Linked DNA regions of Mus musculus: region 2 is linked to region 1. Evidence: chromatin contacts called from public promoter capture Hi-C data. All regions are on one chromosome and are shown on one strand. The core of a region is the stretch at or near the end of the contact, and the rest is flanking DNA. Distances in the headings are between cores, read along the strand shown. Region 1 holds the start of Cox7b (cytochrome c oxidase subunit 7B). Region 2 holds the start of Sh3bgrl (SH3-binding domain glutamic acid-rich protein like).

The links. Promoter capture Hi-C pulls out the DNA fragments that hold promoters and counts their contacts.
Region 2: a contact with region 1 is called in a promoter capture Hi-C map of pre-B cells. The contact joins the promoter of Sh3bgrl here to the promoter of Cox7b in region 1. A contact is called at or near these places in 2 of 39 promoter capture datasets (cranial neural crest and pre-B cells).

Annotation. Positions count from the first base shown.
Region 1 is chrX:106,011,101-106,018,307 of GRCm38.p6, forward strand. It overlaps Cox7b (cytochrome c oxidase subunit 7B), which reads left to right and starts at 4,600. Exons shown (of 3, transcript NM_025379.2): 1 at 4,600-4,770. The coding sequence starts at 4,731. It overlaps Magt1 (magnesium transporter 1), which reads right to left and starts at 702. Exons shown (of 10, transcript NM_001190409.2): 1 at 562-702. The coding sequence starts at 663.
Region 2 is chrX:109,090,766-109,098,153 of GRCm38.p6, forward strand. It overlaps Sh3bgrl (SH3-binding domain glutamic acid-rich protein like), which reads left to right and starts at 4,642. Exons shown (of 4, transcript NM_019989.2): 1 at 4,642-4,872. The coding sequence starts at 4,828.

The sequences.
Region 1 (7,207 bases), core at 3,350-5,849:
GAAAGGAATACGAATATTGTATGTTTTCTACATCTCAAAGACTGCCTGTTCCATAAATTGGGGGGGGGGGGCTTAGTTTGCTCTTTCGTGATTGGTGTCCGTCACCAAATACAGACGTTTTACACATTCTGAACGCTTGAACACGGGCATGAAACTGGCATCATCTCACTCATCTAATTTTTCCACTCCTGGGTTGACATGACAGACACATGTCCGAGAGAGCTACATATGGTCGGCAGCAGAAGCTTGCATTATTATATCCTCTGGGTAGCAAAACGAGCTCCTCAGCCCAACACCCAAAGCGGTCCAAACTCCAGGAGTGTCACTACTTGTAGCTGCACGTTCCCCAGCTGCTGGAAGCGAGGTGGTCACCTACTCCAGCCTGCTTTTGAATGTGAAACCCTACAATACAAGAAGTTGCAGCTCCCGCTTTTGTGAAGCCAACTTCCTCCCAACCGCGGACTCCAAGTCACGCCCAGCACAGATCCCTGGGAAGGGGCGAGCGGACCCTTTCTAGCCCCAAGTCGAGAAAGTCCCTGCCGCTGGCAGGCGCCGCCTCACCTCCTTCTTTCTTTGGGCAGAGGCCGAAGGAACCTTGGAAACGAGCAGCAGTGCCACCGCTGCGATCGCACACACAGACCAGAACCACCTTGGCGAGGCCATGTTCACGCTTCTCTCTTGGCGGCGGGGCGAAACTTTCTTCCAGCACGGTCCGAGGGTGGGGCGTGAGAACGGGCGAACCGAGCCCTTGCCGCTCCCCATTGGCTCGGCTCAGCCCTGCCGCTCGACCCCTCACGTGACCTCACGCTCAGCAGACGCCCGCTTTTAAAAAAAAAAAAAAAGTTCTTTTCCGATTGGTTCCCGGGAGCCAATCGGAAAAGGATAATCTGGAGGTTTCTTATTGGTCCGCTGAAAAGGCTGCACCCTTTTCCTACGTGTAAAGACATCGCGCTCAGCGAACTTTTAGTACACATGCGCAGGTTTGAAATGGCGCTGAGGTTTTTTTTTGTTGGTTTTTTTTTTTTTTGAGGCACAAAATGGCTTGTACGTTTAAAAATGGAATCATCATCTAGAAAGCGTTCCTTCCTTTAGAACTGTTTGATTTTGAGCTGGCCTAAGTAACAAAAGCCTCTAATCCACGCATTTTGAATGTGAAAGCAAGAGCATCAATTGTTCAAGGTCATCTTTGGCTCCATTGTCCGGATCCCAGGCCACCTGATTAATGTAAGATTGTCTCAAACATAAAGGAGCCCTCGTGATTTCTCCCAGCCAAACTCCCAGGTTTGGGAGGTGGAAGTGGAGGCAGGACGATTAGGAATTCAACAATTCAAGGAACCTTCAGAGTTCCATTCTAGCCAAGTCCAAGGGAACTACGTGGTCTAAAGCAGAAGCTTGCATTATACCCTCTGGTAAGCAAAATTAATTTCTCAGCCCAAACCTCAGCGCTGACAACACCCAAAACATCCAAATATCTTACATCAAAAGTGGTTTTGTTTTGTTTTGTTGAAATTTGCTCCTTTAGTATAATACTCTGGGACAGGTGCTGGAGAAATGTCTCAAGGGTTGAGAACATTTAACTGTTTTTGGGAGAAGACCCTCCCGGGACCGGCATGGTGGGTAACAGCCTAGTAGTCCCAGGAGATCTGATGCACTCTTCTGATCTTTACAGAGACCAGGCACACACCCATTGCATGTACATTCACGCTGCCACCCCCCCACACCAATCTTTTTTTCAAGCACATACTATTCTTGAAGATGGCTTAAGTACTGTTCCTATGACTGCAACTCCTGATGAAGTTGCTTTGGTCAGGGTGTTATAACATGGCAACAGTAACCCTAAGACATTGGGGAAATATAGATCAGTTGATAGGACATTTAACTGTTATTTGTAAACACATAGGTTTAATCCTCAATATTTCCTCAGTATACACACAAGCGCGTGCACACACACACACACATTATAATTTGGATTTATTTATTTATTTATTTTGCAGCACAGGGCACAGTAAAGGATTGAGTAAAGGACCCCACACAAGCTGGGCAAGCATTTTATCACAACTACATCCAAAGCCCAAGGTGCATTTATTTTGAATGTGTGGAACATACTATGTGATTATTCTTTTAGGTCCTGCTAGAAAGCAAAAACCCCACAGAATTATAATAATTCCACTATTTGGAGAGTTAAGGAGATGATTGTTGAAAGGAAAGTAACTGCTTTAAAAGAGGGACGGGCTGGAAAAATGGCTCAGTGGTTGAGAGCAGGCCCAAAAGATCCTGAGTTCAATTTCTGGCCACCACATGGTGGCTTATAGCCTTCTATAATGAGATCTGGTGCCCTCTTCTGGCCTGCAGGAATAATGCAGGCAGAATGCTGTATAAGTAATAAATAAATCTTTAAAAAAAAAGAAAGGAAAGTAATTGGTCTCCACATAAAGAGATATGAAATAAAATGAGCCTGGCGGTGCATACCTGTAATCTCAGTATTCAGGAGATAGAGGCAGGAGGATATCAGGGATTAATGCCAGTCTAGGCTGCATAGGGAGTTCCTCCTTGAGCTACAAGAGACCCTGTCTCAAACAAAACAAAGCAAAACAAGACAAAACAAAACAAAATAAACAAAAAGACAGATGAGAAGAGAGCAGAAGAGAGACAGACAGAGAGAGACACACAGAGAAAGCAATAGCCACATGTGGTGGCATACTCCTGTAATCCCTGCACTTGGGAGACTAGAGTGGGAAAATCCCAACTTTGAGGCCCACATAGGTTACATGGCGAGTCCCTGTTTCAAAGGAGAGGAGAAAGTAGGATATGAAAAAATTAAGCTGGGCCTCATAGGTCAGTTTAACTCCTACTTGGGAAGCTGGGGTAGGAGGATTACAAGTTCAATGCCTGTCTCTCTACTTTAGAGTGAGTTAACGGCCCATATGAGCCACTTGGTGTGAGCTTACCTCAAAATTTAAAAAGAAAAATTTTTAAATGGTTAAATTATTAGGTATGTCAGCTCACACCTATCATCTTGGGAAACTGAAGCAGGCAGCTTGCCAGGAGATTGAGGCCAGGAGTGGCTCCATAGTAAATTCCAAGCTAGCCTCTACTACAGGATGAAATCTAGTCTCCAAGAAACAAACACAAAAATAACAAACAAGGGGCTGGAGAGATGACTCAGCAGTTAAGAACACTGACTGCTCTTCCAGAGGTCCTGAGTTCAAGTCCCAGCAACCACATGGTGGCTCACAACCATCTGTAATGGGGATCTGATGCCCTCTTCCCGTGTGTCTGAAGACAGCTACAGTGTATTTACATATAATAAATAAATAAATCTTAAAAAATAAACAAGCATACCAAATAAGCATGGTGGTTTGAGTATCTCTGTTTTATGCTCACTCAGGTTGCTTTAGGCATATGAACTGCAGTGGTCATACAGACACAGTGTGGTAAAGAATTACCAATGGATACAAAACATAGTGGATAGAAGCTTATGCAGAATAGGATAGTCATTATGCATTGGAGTTACCTTTTTTTTTTTTTTTTTGCACACATCCCTCCTTTCCACTCAAGATACTTTTTTTTTTTAATTACAAAGGGAAAGCGGTGACTTTAAAGTGTAGAAATCTGGTATGCAGTGCTTGGATTAAATGATTAAGTTCATACTATTACTGAATGGGACATGCTAAGATCCTATACCTTTTGATAGGATGCTCTAAAAAGCAGAGTTTGATTTGTACATTATTTATCTAATCATGACACTAGAGAAGCTAAGGCAAAAGAATTGCAAATTCTAGGCCAGTCTGGGCTACATAGTAAGTTCTAGCCAGTCTGGGTTACATAGGGAGACCTGGCTTACACAGAGTTTCTTTTTTTTTTTTTTTTTTTTTATTTATTATTTATTATATGTAAGTACACTGTAGCTGTCTTCAGACACACCAGAAGAGGGCATCAGATCTCATTAAGGATGGTTGTGAGCCACCATGTGGTTGCTGGGATTTGAACTCTGGACCTTTGGAAGAGCAGTCGGGTGCTCTTACCCACTGAGCCATCTCACCAGCCCTACACAGAGTTTCTTAAGAAGATACATATATAGTATTCTTGCCAGATGCACATGAACTGGAATCCTTAGGGGAAAAAGGTCAATTGATCTCCCAGCACTTGGGAGGCAAAGGCAGGACTTTTTCTGTGAGTTCCAGGCCAGCTTGGTCTACATAGAGAGTTCCTGGTCAGCCAGGACTAAATAGAGAGGCCGTGTCTCAACTCCCCCACAAAAATTCCAAAAAAAAAAACCAATAAAGGTAAAACCAATTAATGTAGGTAATAGGAGACAGAATGTGAAAAATTTGAAGGGACTGTAATTGGAAGTGAGACACTAGATCCAATCCTCTGGAGTTTTAGCACCATTTTGATGCTGGTGCCTTATGTAAGGTCGGTGTCTCAGCTCTCCTTTGTAGAGTCCGAAACCTTTGTCCAAAGAGTTAACCTCCCTGCTTAGTAAATACTACTTTATGGAAGCCATCAAGCTTGAAACTACATTTCCCAAAGACCTTCCTATTTCCTCGCAGGAACTAGGATGACAATTTCTATAGGTCAACCCCTAAATCTCGCGACATCTCACCAATTCTCATTTGGGCTCCCTGCTGAAAGCCATTTTGTTTTTCAGGACGCTTTGCAAGGGTAGCTGGGGTGAATTTGCACCAAGGCAGCAGCATAGTCGCCGCAGTTCCATCTTCGTCTCCGCGATGTTGCCCTTAGCCAAAAACGCACTAAGCCGTCTCCAAGGTGAGCAGATAATGTGGGCGAGTTCTTTACAACACCCGGGATCCGGCTGTCCTCGTGCTCTTCTGCCCTCTTCCTCCGCCCCAAATCCTGCGGGTTTTAATTCTAGGTGCATGGTCCCCTGCGTGGTCTCCAGTCACTGGGAAGGGAAGCTAGCCATAACAGAGGTAGCTGTGACAGTGGCTTTATCATCCTGTCCTTGTGTTCCTAACCTCGTTATGCATTCTCTTTCTTCAGAGACCTATGATTTCCAGGAAGAACGCTTTGGCGGACACCTTGCTCTTTTAGCGATGATCTAAATTTTAGCTCTGGGAGTGTATTTACGTAGAAGAACTGATCTCCTACAATAACGGTGGTAGGAAACTAAATCTACCGCATCTGGATTCATAGCAAGGGGTTGAAAACCTTAAGCCTGGCAGCTTTGAAGAAGTCATCTGTAGATTATTAACGGAATATTAACTATAGCGAAAACAATCATGGTCATTTTTTTTTCCTGCTTTAAAGTTAGGCAAGTACGTGGAAACTTGAGACTAGCAGTATATATGGAAAATACACTGGACTGGAAAGAAAAAAATTCATTTTTGTAATTGCTTTACCCTGAAGGTGACCTTCAGTAATGTGAATGAAGGTGACCTTACACAATACTTACTTGCTTTTCTAGCCATGGATTTAGTTTTATTTTACCTTTAGATCACATGCTGTGTTCTAAGTACTGAAGTACTTTGGGAATAATTGAAAAAAAAAAAAAAGAAAGAAGCCCAACTGATCTTTCATCTGCTACAAGCTGTGTTTATTATTTCTTTCACTTTGGACAAATGATTTAGCGTTATAAACTTGTTTTTGTAAAACAGAGGTTAGTAAGTAATACCTATGTCAAAGACCATTAACCAATCTCTGGTCACTAAACTGGGTGGTTTTGTTTGTTTGTTTGTTTTTAATTTTATTTTGGTATAGAGGGGAGATCACTTGGTAAATCAGAGTGTTGAAACAACAGTTGTTTGGTAATCTCAATTTCTTTGATCTTTAAGTGACTTAGGGACTTTTAAAAATACTGTAGGAAAAGTTTTTTTATCATTTTTTTTTTTTTTTTGAGACAGGGTTTCTTTGTGTAGCCTGGCTGTCCTGGAACTTGCTCTGGAGACCAGGCAAAAAGATGATTTTTTAGTTTATTTTGTTGTGTTTCTGTTTCTCATACTCACCCTTTTAAATGTTCTGGAGCAGAATTGATTATGGAATGTTTATGAATTTGCTTATTCCGGCTGTGGCTGTTTTCTGAGGGAGGGTCTCAGGTACACTAGGTTGGCCTGCCATTTTAATCTGTAGCCAAGGATGTCTTCAACCCCTGATCCTTGGCCTCCATTTCCCAAGTGCTGGGCTTGACAAAGTCCTTCCCACCTTTATAGACCTAATTGTGTTTGCTTCTGAAGTGTTAGCAATCAAGTCTAGGGAATGTTAGGCAAGCACTACACCAATCCCGCTACATTTATTTCCCTGGGTGTGGCTGGTTAAAGGTGAAAGTGGAACCGTAAGTAAAGCAGCTAATATAATGGTTAAGGAATTATTAGGATTATACCACATAGAGACCATTGGTGGTGGTGGTGGTGGTGGTGTTTGTTTTGGGGGTGAGAGAGGATTTGATAGAATTTGAACCCAAAGCTCTGCCACTGAATCCAGGCTCTCCCCAGCCTGAAACATTAGTGAGGGAACAGCAGTTTTGTCTTACCCTGCAGCCCAGCCTGGCATGAAAATTGAGTATAGTTTTCAACCTTACCCTCCCAAGTACTGAGAGAACAGCTATGAACCGCTGCACCTCAATTCAACATTGCTTTTTCCTCTGTGTCTGTAAGTACCTTTAAAGACCTTTAAAACAGGGACTGGCGAAGTGGCTCAGCGGTTAAGAACACCAACTACTCTTCAGAAGGTCCTGAGTTCAAATCCCAGCAACCACATGGTAGCTCACAACCATCTGTAATGAGATCTGATACGTTCTTCTGGTGTGTCTGAAGACAGCTACAGTGTACTTACATATAATAAATAAATCTTTAAGAAAAGACACACAGTAAAGACCTTTAAAATAATGAGGTGGTGGTGTCTAGATTTGAAGAGAAAAACTATTGACTTTTTGGTATTTACCACTTTTTTCGAGTTTTATTCCTTAATAAGCTACCTTTATAACCTTGTTCTTCATCCAAACTTGATTGGCTCTCTGGTACAGTAGATCTATCTATCTCTGTCGATATTCCATTTTTCTTTTTCTAATTAATTAATTTTTATTAGATATTTTCTTTATACACATTTCAAATGCTATCCTGAAAGTTCCCTATACCCTCCCTCTGCCCTGCACCCCTACCCACCTACAAATCCTACTTGCCTAAATGCTGAGTTAATTCTACTTTCTTGTACAACAGAGATCATGTCTTCACATATAATACTCCCTTCT
Region 2 (7,388 bases), core at 3,392-5,891, 3.1 Mb after region 1:
CATTGACTTGTTTGAGTTAATTTTATATCCAGCTACTTCACTGAAGCTGTTTATCAGGTTTAGGAGTTCTCTGGTGGAATTTTTAGGGTCACTTATATATAATATCATATCATCTGCAAAAAGTGATATTCACCTACTAACTAAAATGACAAGTTTGGAGCATTCCTGCTACCAGATGCCAAGGTTCCAGGAGACTAAGTTTCCATGAAACTTTTTCCCTCAGGACTGTGTCCAAGCTTTTGGGCCTACCACCCAGTTTTCATTGGAGTGGGTGTGGCAATAAAGGAAACTTGTCTGAAGGATACTGATGTGTTTGAGTTAATTTTATATCCAGCTACTTTGCTGAACTTGTTTATCAGTTTAGGAGTTCTCTGGTAGAATTTTGAGGTCACTTATGTAGACTATTTTATCATCAGCACATAGTGATATTTTGACTTCTTCTTTTCCAATTTGTATCACTTTGACCTTGTCTTGTTGTCTAATCACTCTGGCTAGGACTTCAAGTACTATATTGTGTAGGTAGGGAGAGAGTGAGCAGCCTTGTCTAGTCCCTGATTTTAGTGGGATTGCTTCAAGTTTATCTCCATTTAGTTTGATGTTGGCTACTCGCATTCTCTATATTGCTTTGACTATGTTTATGTATGGACCTTGATTTCCTGATCTTTCCAAGACTTTTACCAAGAAGGGGTTTTGAATTTGTCAAATGCTTTTTCAGCATCTAATGAGACGTTCACATGGTTTTTTCCTTTGAATATGTTTATGTGGATTACATTGACAGATTTTCGTATATTGAACCATCCCTGCATCCCTGGGATGAAGCCTACTTGATCATGGTGAATGATTGATTTGATGTGTTCTTGGATTTGGTTTGCAAGAATTTTATTGAGCATTTTTACATTGATATTCATAAGGGAAATTGGTCTGAAGTTCTCTCTCTTTTTTTTCTCTCTCTCATTGGATCTGCATGTGGTTTACTTACAAGCATAATTGTGGCTTCATAGAATAAATTGGGTAGTGTTCCTTCTGTTTCTATTTTGTGGAATAGTTTGAAGAGAATTGGAATTACGTCTTCTTTGAAGGTCTGATAGAATTCTGCACTAAACCCATCTGATCCTGGGGATTTTTTTGGTTGGTAGACTTTTAATGACTGTTTCTATTTCTTTAGGGGCTATGGGACTGTTTAAATGATTTATCTGATCCAGATTTAACTTCAGTACCTGGTATCTGTCTAGAAAATTGTCCATTTCATCCAAGTTTTCTAGTATTGTTGAGTATAGGCTTTTGTAGTAGGATCTGATGAATTTTTGGACTTCCTCAGATTCTGTTGTTATGTCTCCATTTTCATTTCCGATTTTGTTAATTAGGATACTGTCCCTGTGCCCTCTAATTAGTCTGATAAGGGTTTATCTATCTTGTTGATTTTCTCAAAAAAACCAGCTCCTGGTTTGGTTGATTCTTTGTATAGTCCTTTTTGTTTCTACTTGGTTGATTTCAGCCCTGAGTTTGATTTTTTCCTGATGTCTAGTCTACTCCTCTTGGGTGAGGTACAATGTGTGATTTGAGCTTTAGTAAAGTTTCTTTTATTAATGTGGGTCCCCTTTCATTTGGATCATTTGGGTTTGCAACCCCATAGGAAGAACAACAATATCAACCAACCAGACCTCCCCAGAGCTCCCAGTGACTAAACCACCAACCAAGGAGTACACATGGAGGGACCCATGGCTCCAGCCACATATGTAGCAGAGTATGGTCTTGTTGGGCATCAATGGGAATAGAGGCCTTTGATCCCCAGTGTAGGGGAATGCCAGTGTGGGGAGGCGGGAGTGGGTGGGTAGGTGGGAAAATACCCTCATAGAAGCAGCGGGAGGAGTGATGGGATGGGATTTTCAGGGGGATAACATTTGAAATGTAAATAAAGCAAATATCCAGAAGAAAAAAAAGAAAATATCCAACAAAAATAAAATAAAATTTAACTGTAATCTCTTGGGTCTATTCAGTTTATCAGCATTTCTGTATGAAATATTAAAATGTAAAATTGCATTTATTATTATTATTATTATTATTATCATTATGTGTGAACAATACACATGGGCAGTATGTGTGCATGTGTTTGTGTATGTGTGTCTGTGTATGTTTGCTTGTGTGGTGTTCATGTGTGCCTGGTCACACATGTGCCCATGGTGTATGTATAGAGATCAAAGGACAGTTCTTTGGAGTCAGTTTTCTTTTGTTTTTATTTTTCAAGATTTATTTATTTTTATTTATATGAGTACGCTGTAGATCTCTTCAGACACACACCAGAAGAGTGCATTGGACCCCATTTTAGAAGGTTGTGAGCCACCATGTGGTTGCTGTTTATTGAACTCAGCACCTTTAGAAGTCAGTGCTCTTAACTGCTGACCCATCTGTCCAGCCTAGGAGTCAGTTTTCTTTTCCACCCACCTCAGCTGTTAAGCAAGAAAGTGCCCCACAGACTTTCCTACAAGAGTTTTCTGACTTGATGTATCTCATTCCAGATAAATCTAGCTTGGGTCAAGCTGTCAAAAAACTAGCTAAGAGAATTATTTATATAACTTTTGGTATGCCTATAAATTTGAAACACATAAAACCATTCAAGATCATATTTTTTTAACATAGGAGAATACAAAAGTATATTTTTTGTACATAGCAATTTATAATAAATAACAATTCAAAATACCCTCTCCTTCCATACCATTACTTTTAACTTCTTGTCGCCTGCTCTATCCCTACCTGGAAAAGCTGATCTGTAACACAGGGGAAATTATCTTTAGGTCCTGGGGCTGTGTTCAATTAAGAGACACAATGTCATTAAGTTGACTGTGCTGGCTGGGAATTCCTGAACCCAAGTAATCTTAACTGAGTAGTAAGGGCTATGGCATTCATTGGTGTTCAGGGTCTTCTAAGTTTTCTGCACACAATCTGGGTTTATTTTTAAGTTTTGAGAGACACTGGCCTTTGGTTGTCATGATTTCCTAAGGAAATAGATTATACTGTTTGATCCAACCCAGTTTATTCAAATTCACCGTAACCTTTCCAGGCAAATGCTCTCGGGCAATTTCTCTATAGAAAATTTAAGCAGTAATGACCATTCTATGATACCCATCTCAAGGATAGCTCAAAGTAGGGAAGAACGGCATAAGGATATCCATTACCTTTATGTTAGAAATATTGGTAATAGTCTCTCCTAAAAATGTATCAGAAGTCTTATCATTAAGAATCATCAGGTTTTATGTATAAAACAAGTTATTGACTTATATTCACTAAGACAAGTATATCTATTACAGAACTGTACATGTGTATGTGTGTGTGTGCGTGCATGTGTGTATGTACTTGAAATCCAACTTTGGGTCTTAGTGTGATCTATAAGAGATCTACACATCTAGCCTCATTTTTCTAATAGATAAAGCCCACCAGATTCTTTGCTAATGCTACCATTCAGTTTTCTGGGAATAATTGATTGTGTTCAATAGTTTATAGACTAATTAGAAATATTTTGTTATTCCTGTTTTTTTTTCATTTTAAGAGTCTCTAAGTCTAAACAGTTAATGTAGAACTCCAAACAAGTTGTACAGTGATAACATAAAAGAAACAATATAGATTTTTTCAAAATCATGATTATGATTTATGATTATAAAGATTTTTCTAATCAAGTGAATTGGCAAGTAAAATTAACAGTAGCCATGATGTTGGTAATGAAGATGGTGGCTAGATTTTTCTCATTTACTGTACTTGATAATTTGTAGAAAGTCATTTTGTTTGGTTGATTTTTGATTTTTAAGAGACTTACCCTGTAGCATAGTCTAGCATCTAATTCCTGGCAATCATGTTTTACTATTCCAAGGGCAGAGATTACAGGTATGAGACAGCAACGGCAAAAAAGTACTTCCAAAGTATTTTCAGATGATTGGTTTTTTTCTTTTCTTTTCTTTTTTCTTTTTTTTTTTCTCTCTCTGCAATTCCTCTCCTCATTTTGGACTTGTTGATTTTTTTTTTTCTCTGCAATTTCCTCTCATTCTAGGGTTGTAGTTTTTTTCTTTGCAATTTCCTCCTTCATTCTAGAGTTGTCGCTTAGATCTCCTGCAAATTCTCACTAAAAAAATGTTCCATATTTTAGCAAAACTCTGAACAAAAAGAACCTATTCTGTGCTTTCCGGTTTGGGGAAACTTGAAACTTCTCTCCAGCCCTCCTCCTCTCCTCGTGCAGCTTTTCAGTATTCAACTCCTGCTGCCAACTAAGGTTAAAAAAAAATCACTTACTTCATTATTGGCATCTTAAAATATACAAGGCTTTGATAACGTGGGCTTAAAGACATTTAAAGTAGTGTCTGGATTCAATATAAAGCTAGCTTTAGGCTATCTTATTTGCATACATTTCTGAGCAGGAAGTAACAAGCAAAACTTCTGGTGTTCATGGGAACCGGTCCTTTATTCTAATCGAATATTTCTTTTTTTCTTACCCCTTCTTTTATTTCTCCCTTGCCCCCTTCCCGGAGAGGGAATAGTCAAAAAGAATTGTTTCAACAGATCTCGCGGTGCTGTTCGAGATCCTGTGTTTTAAAAAAACAATTTAGAAATGATGCAAATGAGCCTGAGCCTTCCGGGGTTTGGGGCTGGGATTGCAGAGCTGGAAGCTCATTGAAAGCAGCCGCTGGTGGAGGCGGGGCTCTGGCCAGTTATCCTTCCACCTTCCCCCACCCTCCTCATCCAACCTCTGTTTGGCCCTTAGCTCGGTTCCAGCCGTTGCTGCAGCTGTTTCCCAGCCCTTTTCAAGACTCCAGCGACCGACCAGAAGCCCTTGTTTCCAGGATGGTGATCCGTGTATATATTGCATCTTCTTCTGGCTCTACGGCGGTAAGGAGAGTGGGAGCCCACCTTTGTTGTTTTCCAACACACTAGTCCTCTTCTGCCCCAGAACCGTTAAATTGAAGAAGTTACACTGGAAGCTTCTCCTTAGAAGACGCAAGCATCGCCCAGAGTACCCCCTTCTTTCCTTTCTTCCTTTGTTGCGTCGATTTATTTATTTATTTATTTTCTCCCGTGGAGTTAGCTTTGTTTGCCTTGAGACGTTAGTGTTCGTTTCTAAAGGAAAAAGAAAACTACCAAGTTTAGGAGATAACTGGTAAAGGGACTTCACGGTTAGGTGAAGTCAAGTAAAATAAAAAACAAGTGGCTTTCAGGTTTTTTAGAGTGAGACATTTATGAAATATGCTCTGAGTACCGAGTTCAGGGGAAGTAGTGCATTTCTGTAAAGGATGAGGGTGCTGATGGGAAGGGAAGGGAAGGGAAGACTTCTGAGTACTGGAATTATTGTGAAGCCACTGGAATGGACTTATTTAGAGAGCGTGCAGGTGGGGTATATAATTTTAAAAATAGGCGAAAGTCAGGGGCAATGATACAAATGATTTTTTAAAAAAGTTCTTCTCCTCTTCCACCTCCTTCCCCTCCTCCTCTCCCCTTCTCTTTCTTCCTGGAATATGAAGCCATTTAAAAAAAATAATGTTGTATGAGACCTCCCCCCCCCCACTGGATCTTATTTTGAGTTTTTCCTTTCCTTCGAAAGATTTTCTTTCTAAAACCCACTCTTTCAAGACTGTTGAAAATGGAGGCAAGAACATGTGGCAACTGAGTTGCTGGCTCTTCATAGGATTTGGTTTTCTTCTTTGATTCATTTGCCAATTGTTAACTTAGAATAACAGTTTTTACCATATCTGAGGAACATTGGGTAAACTGAGGTGAAAGCTGGAATGCATACTCCTGTCACATGAAAGAGCTTCTGTTCCAGCAACCCCAGGAGGAAAAATAAAGGCCCTCAAGTGGCAGAAGCAGATGTGTGGGCTCAGGAATTTGAATGTAGAAAACTCCTCTAGCTTTAGAGTGGCAGAGATCCCAGGTTGCTGGGTTGTTGTCATTTACATTTAGTAGGATTTGGAATAGAGCTGAAGGCTATATGAAATCACCAGAACCATGAACCTTGAACTTTGTCTTTGCCAACATGTGTGGGTGTGTTTAGACGGGCTTTCAAAATATAAGGAAGCCTACTCTTAAAGTTATGGAGCAAACGTTTTGTTTGAAAAAATAGAAATGTTTATTATTTCCTTTGGACCCTACTTTAGAAGCATCTTGTCTTCCATACCTAACATTCTGATACCTCAGAGTAAAACATGGGTTACCGAATATCAATCTACTACATTAACTGCATTTTCAAAACCCAGCTTAATGCCTTTGGTTAATCCTTATTAGATTGACCCTCTCAAGCACTTAGGTTTTGTTGTTGTTGTTGTTTTGTGAGGTATGCAGTTTCAACACTGGTATTTGTTCTTTGCTTTCTCTATCTTCTATTTCTCTCCCAGAAGTAAACTCAAGGAGAAACTGCTTTAAGAATTTCACCAAGTAATAGAGTCACACCCCCCCCTCTTTGTTAAGACATAAAATGTCTAAGTGCCCAAGAAAGGATTAAGAGTTTATTAGATGATTCAAATGACAGATACTCATGTTGTTTTGTCTTTTGTTTCTATTGTTTCTTCATGGATAATTAATGCACTAATTACATTTTTATGAAAATGCCAAAATGAAAGATTTCTTATTATACTCTGGCAATTTTTAAAAAATAATCCTAAAATAGTACAAAGAGTATCTTAAAGGAGAACTACTTAATATGAATGGGGCGGTGGCTGTTTCCTTGAGGAAGGAAATTTCAGTTTGCAGTACCGAAATTTTCTTTAAGATAGCAAAAAAGCATTGTCCTTTTAACAAATGATTTAGAAATTTGGGGGCAAGTGTTCTCATGGGATCTTAAAAAAAAAAAACCTGAAAAGATACATACTTGTAAGTTATTAGTTGTCTAATGAGTGCTTTAAGTGTTTGGCTTTGGCTTGATAATATGTATGTATTGAATGATTTGCCTGCATATGTATACTGTGTGAATACAATGCCCATGGAGACCAGAAGAAGGTGTTGGGTCGGTCCCTGGAGCTAGAGTTCCAGATGGTTATGAGCCACCACGCGGATGCTGGGAACTGAATCCAGGTCCTTTGCAAGAGGAATGAGTGCTCTTGACTATTTGAGCCATCTCTGCAGCTCTGAATCGATTTTCCTGACTGTTAAAAAAATCAGCAATATTAGGTGGTCAGTTGTTCTGTGAATCATCTAGAGCAGCAATAATAAGCAATATTATTTTTACAGCCCAAGACTTCTCATATTTCTCAGCCTGATTTAAAAAAAAAAACACTTAAAATGTGTTCTCTTCTCTGCCCTAATACACAGGAGTCATGCTTGTTCCTCAAGGTTAAAAATATAATCAAATAGATTAGACTTTTCAGTGGATTCTATTGTTTGTTTGTTTTCCAGACAGGGTTTCTCTGTGTATC